Regions from separate parts of the Mus musculus genome. Here region 2 is linked to region 1. The links are chromatin contacts, called in public capture Hi-C maps. All regions are on one chromosome and are shown on one strand. Each heading gives the region's core, a stretch centred on a gene start, on an enhancer-like site or on the middle of the called end of the contact. The rest is flanking DNA. Distances are from core to core; before and after follow the strand shown. Region 1 overlaps Afap1 (actin filament associated protein 1). Region 2 has its middle 7.7 kb from the start of Gm33114.

Region 1 (3,963 bases), core at 527-3,026:
TCAGTTCAAGCGAAATTCATAGAGAGCCCAGGGCCCTGGAGCTGGAAGCCCGCTGGCTCTGCCCCTTGACTCCCTCAGCACTAGGTACAGGCAGACCCCAGGAAGAAAGGTGACTTGGCCTCAGAGTCCATCCAGTGGAGAGGCTCTTCCAGTGATACCCACCAGCTAGGAGACAGATACTTCAGTGAGTGGGCAGAGTGTCTGGGGGTGACTGGGTAGGTCTGGAATTGCCTGGGCATGGAAATAAAAGGTCTAGAGATGGAGTCAATAGAGTAGGTAGCGTGACACCCACAGGGGGAGGCCAGGCAAGGTGTTCCAGGAAAGAAAAGTATGCTTTCTCTCATCTGAGTAGTTGATCATGGGTTAATTATGAAGGAAGATAATGCATACACACATATACATAAAAATACATACATACATACATATACATACATACACACACACATACATACATACACACACATACATACATACATACACACAGCACAACAACAAACAAACAAACAAAACAACAATTACTACTACTACTACTTTAAGCCAAATGTGTGTAGTACTTGCTCATAATCTCATCATTCAGGAGATGGAAGAGAAAGGATTCAGAGCTCAAGACTAGCCTGGGCTACATAGTGAATTTGAGGCTAACCTGAGCTATCTAGCAAGATTCTGTCATAACAAAGCCAAAATCAAATAAAAGGCCAAGTTTCACCTTGCATTTTGTCTTACATGATGTTTTCCCTCATTTTCCATTTATTCCTTCAACAATTTAAAGGTAGGCTCTATGAAAGCTATGAAAGCTCTCACCATCATAGAGCAGGGAGAGGGCTCTCACTGCAGAGAAAAGCAAGAGAGGAGGAAGAGGACCAACGGGTGTGGGGCCAGGAACCTGGGCCCCAAACTGCTGACTCTGCATCAGCCCTCCCGCTGTCTGCACTGGAAATAAAACGGCTCTTTCTCATGAGTGTGGAGTACATTTTAAATCACTGCATATAGCATATCACCATCTTGCAGCGATTGCATCAGATTATAAAGAAGGGCTATGTTAATATTTTTCATGCTTTAAAATCCCCAATGGCATCATTTTTGGCATATTCTATATTTGGAAGAAATTCAGGCCACACATGTGGAAAAAATATGCACTTCGTTTAAAAAGGCTGAACAAAAAAAAAAAGAAGAAGAAGAAGAAGAAGAAGAAGAAGAAGAAGAAGAAGAAGAAGAAGAAGAAGAAGAAGAAGAAGAAGAAGCACATCCAGTGATCTAAGAGCCAATGCGAGCAAGACTCCCATAATTCACTGGGGGCCATGGTCTCTCTTACAGTGTTATCTGCTCCATCACGTGGGGAAAGGAGAAACCCAGATTTTCTCCTTTAAGGACTCACTTTTGAGCAATTGCTTCCTGAGGTTAATTTGAAAGACAAAAGGCAAAAAGCAGACAGTAAAACTCCTGACCCAGTGACCAGCCTTGGTTTTTACCGGAAGTGGCCTTGGGAGCTGGGGGGACTGGGGGCAGGAATGCCGCCTCCAAGGCTCCTCTCCTTGGAACCCCCAAGGGGACAGCACCTGTAGCCAGAGTCCTGAATCTTCTACGCCCTGCTTCTGGATGTACTCCACCTTCCTGTTTTGCCTCCAAAACAAAACAAAACAAAACAAAAAAACCCACCCTTCTTTTTGGAAAGCTTTTGACTTTCCAAAAGAATGTCCTTTCCCTCTGCCCTCCCCTAGGCGCCTCCACAGGCTCCGGCCTCTGCTGTGACCTGGCTGGGAGGAATTTACTGACTCGCTACAAATGAGAAAGTCTATCTTGCAGTTTCTGGCAAGTCTCAACACTGCTCATTTCCACTGACACAAGCCACAGGCCCCGCGGGGTGGAAGGACTTGGGTGTGGGGGAACCATGAGCCCTCCCTGAAGAGGTGCCAGCGGGCTGGGCTGAGCTGGGCTGGGCCGTCGCTTGCCTCCCCTGTGGTAGCGTCTGCATGTACCAGTTGTGGTCCTGTACTTCGGACTGCCAATGGCGGCACAGCCCCACTGGGCTCCTCACCAGCAGCTTGGTGTCTTTGATGACGCAGAGCAGCTTGGTCCACTGGCCAAAGCGTTTCTTGCGCAGCAGGAAGGCACAGATCTTGGCGTCTTTCACCAGGTCCATAGAGGCCTCCTCTGACGGCCACTGATGCCGAGTTTTCTTCCCCTTCCCGTCCTCTTCCTCTTCATCATATGACTCATAGGAACTGCTCATGGCATCAGAGTCATAATCTGTGGAGGAGAAAAGGGTAGAGGTGAGAGGCCGACCCTCCAGCTCACCTCACCTGGCCTTATTTCCAGCCACCGTAGGCTTCAGTGAGAAAGGGCTTCCGCCCTGGCACTGGGGATAAAACTTGCACAAGTCAGGCACTGAGAACACATCAAAATGCTTCAAATGCAACGACTAAAACATTGAGATTCATTTTTTTTTAAATCTCTAGATTCGTTCACATCAACAGGATGATGTCACCCCAATGGCAGCATTAACTGTGCCCTGCCTTGGGTGGTCACTCGGGAACCATGTCCGTGAAGAGTCCTCTGCTCCTCTTTATCTGGCCTTGATTAAATCCACCCCCACCCCAGTCTTCTTGTTGACACTACCACCCACAGACCCTTCAGTACACTTGGGATCCACCAGAGGCCACCTCTTCCCACTGGCTTGCCTTGGATCTGGGCAGGACTGGTCCCATCTCTCTAACAGAACAAATCTCACTCAAGGACACCCCAGTTCTTACACTTTCTCCACACATAGCCTGCTCCCTCTTCCTCTGGGCTCTCTGTACACACCCGAGCTGCCCCATCTCCCTCCTCTCTCCTGGGATAATGTGTGTTCATGTCTAGCATTAAGCTATGGCTCCCTCTGGCCAGTACCATGGGCTCAAGATTCCCTGAGACTCTCATGCTGAGTGAGGTCTTTAGGCTAACATGACTGCATCTGATGGAGCTTTTGGATTACGATTCAGATGAAATCTGTTACCAATACGACCATAAGGTAGAGTCCTAATCCAATGGGAGTGGTGAGAGAAAGGGACAAGAGGAAAGAGGGGGGAAGAAGGGAGGGGGTGAGGACATGTCCAGAAGGCACACCTCTAAGACAGGCCATCTGTAAGATAAAGCACTGGTACGATAACTCTAGCATGGCCCAAGAATTTCAGCATTCCAGCCTCTGAGCTGAGAGTGATTTGAGGCAGCAGCCTGAGCAGGCCAACAGCACACTGTGTCATAGGCCCTTGTGACACACTGTACACACTCCAACAGACTCCTCACTGTGTGCACAGGTCAGCTCTTTACGCCAAGCTGGGAACCCTGGGAAGAGAGCATCCTGTTGTATGTGGTAGCTCTCCCAGCCAGCACCTAGCAAAGCTCCTATTGCAGGAACATGGCCAGTGCACTGTCAGGGAAGGATCCTTCAGAGGGACAATGGCACATTCAGGCCTGGGGTGGCTGGGAAGAGAAGTAACAGACAGAGCACTTGAGGCAGTGGTAACCTGAGAGTGTGAGAGCTGCCAGTCTGAAGTGCTGAGGATGCAGACAGGAGGTTGCAGTAGAATAACTTGTCAGTCAGGCCAGGCTCCTGCCATCTTCAGATCAGCAGCCTCTCTTTCTCCTCTCCCCTCCTACACACCAGCACGTGGCTATCCCAGTGTCTGCATCTGCCTAACACCCCCTCTTTACATGGCAGCCTCAAAGGAACTTTTCAACCTTCATTTTCATGAAGGAATTAAGTCACACATGGTTCCAGGGCCCCAAAGCCTATGGCTGTGTGGATACCATACAGCAAGGCAAAGACAGAAGGCAGGCTCTGACTGGAGGGGCAGATGGGGGGAGCATACCATCAGAGAGGCTCATGCTGTCAAACAGGGACCTAAGAGCCAGAAATGCCAGACCCTGGGAGAAGGAGATTGTCACCTGGCCCCTGGAGAAGATGCTGGCAGCCCGCCACAGGTC
Region 2 (3,963 bases), core at 648-3,147, 790 kb before region 1:
TCTGAGGAAGCTACTTAACCAGCTCCCAGGAAGGGCTGTGGGGAGAGGCTGGAGGAGAAGCTGAGGCCCCTGATAGACCGCCTGGTCGTTGCAGTGAGGACTGACCAAGGCTCAGCTTCTCCAGCACAGGAGACCTCCAGCAGAAGCCCAACACAGAGGGAGGCTAGCCATCCATCCCCTCCGAGCCCCAGGATCTTCATAAACAGCTCTTTGGCTACTCCTCGATCTTGAGTGATTTTCTCCATAGCCAATGTGATAAAGCACTGCCGTGCTCCAGAGAGAGGAGCTGTCCACCCACATCAGTGTGAACCAGGCCTGGGCTCGGGCAGGTCTTGGCTCCATGGCTCATGTCTTTTATCAGCTCTGAAATTGGTCACAGGATTGCTGTTATCTGATCCCTCGTCTCCAACTCGGTCGGAGGGGCTGCCAAAGCACCAGTCCTGGACTGATGGAGGAGCTGCCCGCTTCACGACCTGAGCACAGAGCCCCCCAGGCTGCTCTCATTGTCCACTGGCTTTAGTTGCCTGTGTCCTGGAGTGGGAGGCAGAGGGGAGGAAGCTGGAAGCTCATGCTGCTGCAGACGGTCTATCTGTAAGCTTGTTTGCTGCATGTGTGCATGCCTGTGGGCCACCCAGAGCCGGAGGCCTGTCAAAGGCTGCAGAGGGATGGCAGGTGTACACACTCACAGCCCGTGCCAAGCTGGGCCTTCCCCTCATAAAGACCTGGTTCTTGTTGGCTACTTTCCTGCCCGCTCAGAGCCAAACTCAGTGATCTATTCTAAGCAGGCTGCTGTCCCTGGGCACACTCAGGCCTTCTGTTTGTCCACAGCCAGCCTGTGAAACTCTCATAATGTAGCCTTGTTCTCCTTACCACACAGCGGCTCGCTGCTCAGAGCCTGCCCGGGGAGGAGGCCATGCCAGCTGCATAGAGCTGGTTTCCAGGAAGACACAAGCACTGTGTGTGGCCAGAGATGGAGACACCTCTCTGTTGGCAACCCCTTCAAATTAGGGTCAATTTGTTACAGGCAAAAGGCATTTCCAACAAGCAGAGAAAGCAGGCTCCAATACTGAGCTCCAATACATCAAATGCACAGGGCCTTTGGGAAGACCGTCTGGCCCTTATAAGATGGCCTAATCATTCTTCAAGACTAAGCCAAAGTCCCCCTGTTTCCTGCCTAATGGACATACACAGCTGAAGGCCCCTCTCTCTGTCATCTTGCCCTGTTGGTTTTCCCTGTGTGCATTTTCTGTCTTATCTCTAGACTCTCAAGTGCCCACCCAACCTGAGGCCCTAGGGCTGTTTGCATCCAGGAGAGCCACCAACAGAGTGTGACACATAAACTACAATATCAAATCACAGTGTCAGAAGTTTGGACATCCCTGCAAAGAGTAGGCCTAAGAGAAGAGGGAGGACCTATGTAGGTCCCACTTGCCCGGGGCTTAGTATATTTCCAGGCTCAGAGAAAGCTATGGCCAAGACTGGCTCATCAGAGGAACAAACTAGCCACCAAGTTAGTCTATAAATCCATCAAGCAACCATGGCCAACTGCTTAACTGAGGAGACAGGGGGACAGGAGCAGGAGAGAGACTGAGTCCCCATCCAGCAGGAATCCTTGCCTATAATGGGGTTTTAACCACATAATCAGGTCAGAGGCAGGGCAGATTTCTGGAGCAGATGCCAGTCCTAGGCCTGACCCTTACAACACTGCACCATGAGTGTGATTTGAGCAACCACGTCAGGGTGGCATGCAGGACCTCAGAATCCCTACGCCTGCTACTCACTGGGCCTGAAGTACCTCCTAGGATGGACAGCTCCATCTGCATTCTCTACTTCTCTCCCTATCCCCTCTGTCTAGCGCCTGCCCTGCCCTGCCCTTCTCCATGGAGACAGCAATTCTACCTATTCCCATTACAAAGGCCTTGGGCTAGGCCAGGCCTGCCCTGGCTTGCCCATCCTCTGTCCCTGGTATTCAGTAAAAGCAACTCGGGGTACCCACCTAGTGACCATTTCTGTGGAGTAAACAATGAACCTGCTACCTCTAGAGGTTCATGCTTAGGCTGGGTAGGTCAGAACCTTAGGCACCAAGTGATAACATGATAGAGTTTGTAGTTTTGTTGGTCCGTTTGGTGTTGGGGATCAAACTCTGATCTTCGGCATGTCAGGAAAGGGCTCCTCTGCTGAGCTGCACCTCAGGAACTTCTGGGTATAGAGATAGCTCTGAAGCCTCTAGCCTGCCACTGGTGATGGCAGGGAGAAGGATGGGGAGGGGAGAGCAACAAGTGAGTACTAGGTGATGGGCTGGGCCAGGGGAGGGAGCACAGGAGTTCCTGATCCCTAAGCAGAGTGGCTGAGAAGGGCCAGGCAGGCAAGCACTGGAGTCCCAAGAGAGGGACTGTGATTTAGTAAGTAGAGGCACTAACAGGTGTTATGTGTGACAGACTGTGGAGGGGCAGGGCATGTGGAACTCGCCTTAGGTGTGCAGGGTCTGGATTCGGTCTGAGTCAGTAACGAGTGTCAGCAATAAAGATCAAAGGCACAGGCTTTTTTGTTTGGTTGATTTGGTTTTTCGAGACAGGGTCTCTCTATGTAGCCTTGGCTCTCCTGGAACTAGGCTGACCTTGAACTCATAGAGATCCGCCTGCCTCTGCCTTCTGACCATGGGATTAAAGGTGTGTGCCACTACCCTCCAGCTTGGGCACACGCTTTATTTGACTCCAAGGGCTCATTTCCCAGAGGCAGGACCACGGGACCTGGAAAATTCAGAGCCAGGAAGGAGATTCTCCTTCCTGGGCATTTGTAAGCCAAGCTGTGGGAAGAAATGGAGGGCTTGCTGGAAGAAGAAGCCTGCCAAATCATTTGACCCAGAGAATCTAGAGAGGTCTGTGACTGAAAACGGCCTCACGCAAGCCCAGAGGTGTTCAGCTGGCAAGATTGGCTTGGCTTCATATTGCTACAAATAAGTACAATGATAATCATTATAGTGCTTTTACTGTAATAGGAGAAACTGTCTCAGAAATCACACTTTCAGAAAGTCATCGTTTTGGTCAGCACCCCTGTACGCAGCTGACATCACTTGTATGTCAGTAACAGAGGAAGACTAGAAACTACCTGAATGTTCATTGCACAGGTGTGGTCTCTCTTCTTGCAGCCTCTAAAAAATACACGCAAAAATAGACTGTTTGCAGATGAAGGAATTAAAGCTAACTTTTGTCAGGTCTTCACCTTTTTTCTGTTTTCTGTTCTGTCTGCAATAAACTCGTAGCAATTTTTAATGTGAATAGTTTCAAGGACAAATGAATACTGGGGTGATAAAAATAAAAATATCCTTCATTTGCCAAGCTCCAAGAGTGATTTTTAAAAGCCAAGCTGCGCCGTGGCAGCCCATCAGAGCATCTTCCGACATCTGTCTGCTGTTGTACCATAGTAACCCAGCTTGTTTGGGAAAGAAAATCATTTTCTCCAGGGCCAGCCTGCCGCCACCAGCCCTGCCCTCCAAGATGGCTTCCAGAGTTGGCTCAGGACACAGGCTCCACCCTTATCTGGGCTCCCAAGCTGTCCTCACTGTGCCCCTCCCACGTTCCATTTCTTTCTGCTACTACAGATAACGGAGTCTCTGCTGAGAAGAATCCACCTTTGAATTTGGCTTCCAAAACAATCACTTTCAGGGTTGCGGGAGGGGACAGAGGGAACAACCTATTTGAAATTGTTCAAGGCTGTGAACGGATGCTCTCCTGTTCTCTTGGACAGCAAAGGCTGGACTGGTATCAAAACTACATGCCACCGTGAACGTTCATCTCCCATGGAAGTTGGGAACTTCCTGGTTACTCCTGCAGATGTGTAAGGCCAGGCGGGCTGCCCCTTGCCATGACTCATCCTGGAAATTAGAGCTCACCTGGGGTGGGTGGGTACCGTGGTCTCCACCATCCAGGTGGAAAACAGTGCCATGTAGGGGTCTCCCAGTGA

The links. Capture Hi-C pulls out chosen DNA fragments and counts their contacts.
Region 2: a capture Hi-C map of embryonic stem cells shows a contact between it and region 1, with 2.1 times the contacts expected there. The contact joins two enhancer-like sites. A contact is called at or near these places in 1 of 39 promoter capture datasets (hippocampal neurons), 5 of 115 datasets of contacts at active chromatin or transcription factors (bone marrow-derived macrophages, embryonic forebrain, embryonic hindbrain and 2 more) and 1 of 9 other capture datasets (embryonic stem cells).

What each region holds. Positions count from the first base shown.
Region 1 is chr5:35,946,319-35,950,281 of GRCm38.p6, reverse strand. Afap1 (actin filament associated protein 1) reads right to left here. Exons shown (of 17, transcript NM_027373.2): 5 at 2,036-2,247. Among named protein-coding and RNA genes, the nearest start is that of Afap1, 55 kb to the right of the region's middle. Within about 2 kb of position 1,776, at least 58 of the 459 cell types and tissues checked have an H3K27ac peak or open chromatin away from gene starts, as enhancers often do. A contact at or near this core is called in embryonic stem cells, where this site is marked.
Region 2 is chr5:36,735,800-36,739,762 of GRCm38.p6, reverse strand. No RefSeq gene overlaps it. Among named protein-coding and RNA genes, the nearest start is that of Gm33114, 7.7 kb to the right of the region's middle. Within about 2 kb of position 1,897, at least 77 of the 459 cell types and tissues checked have an H3K27ac peak or open chromatin away from gene starts, as enhancers often do. A contact at or near this core is called in embryonic stem cells, where this site is marked.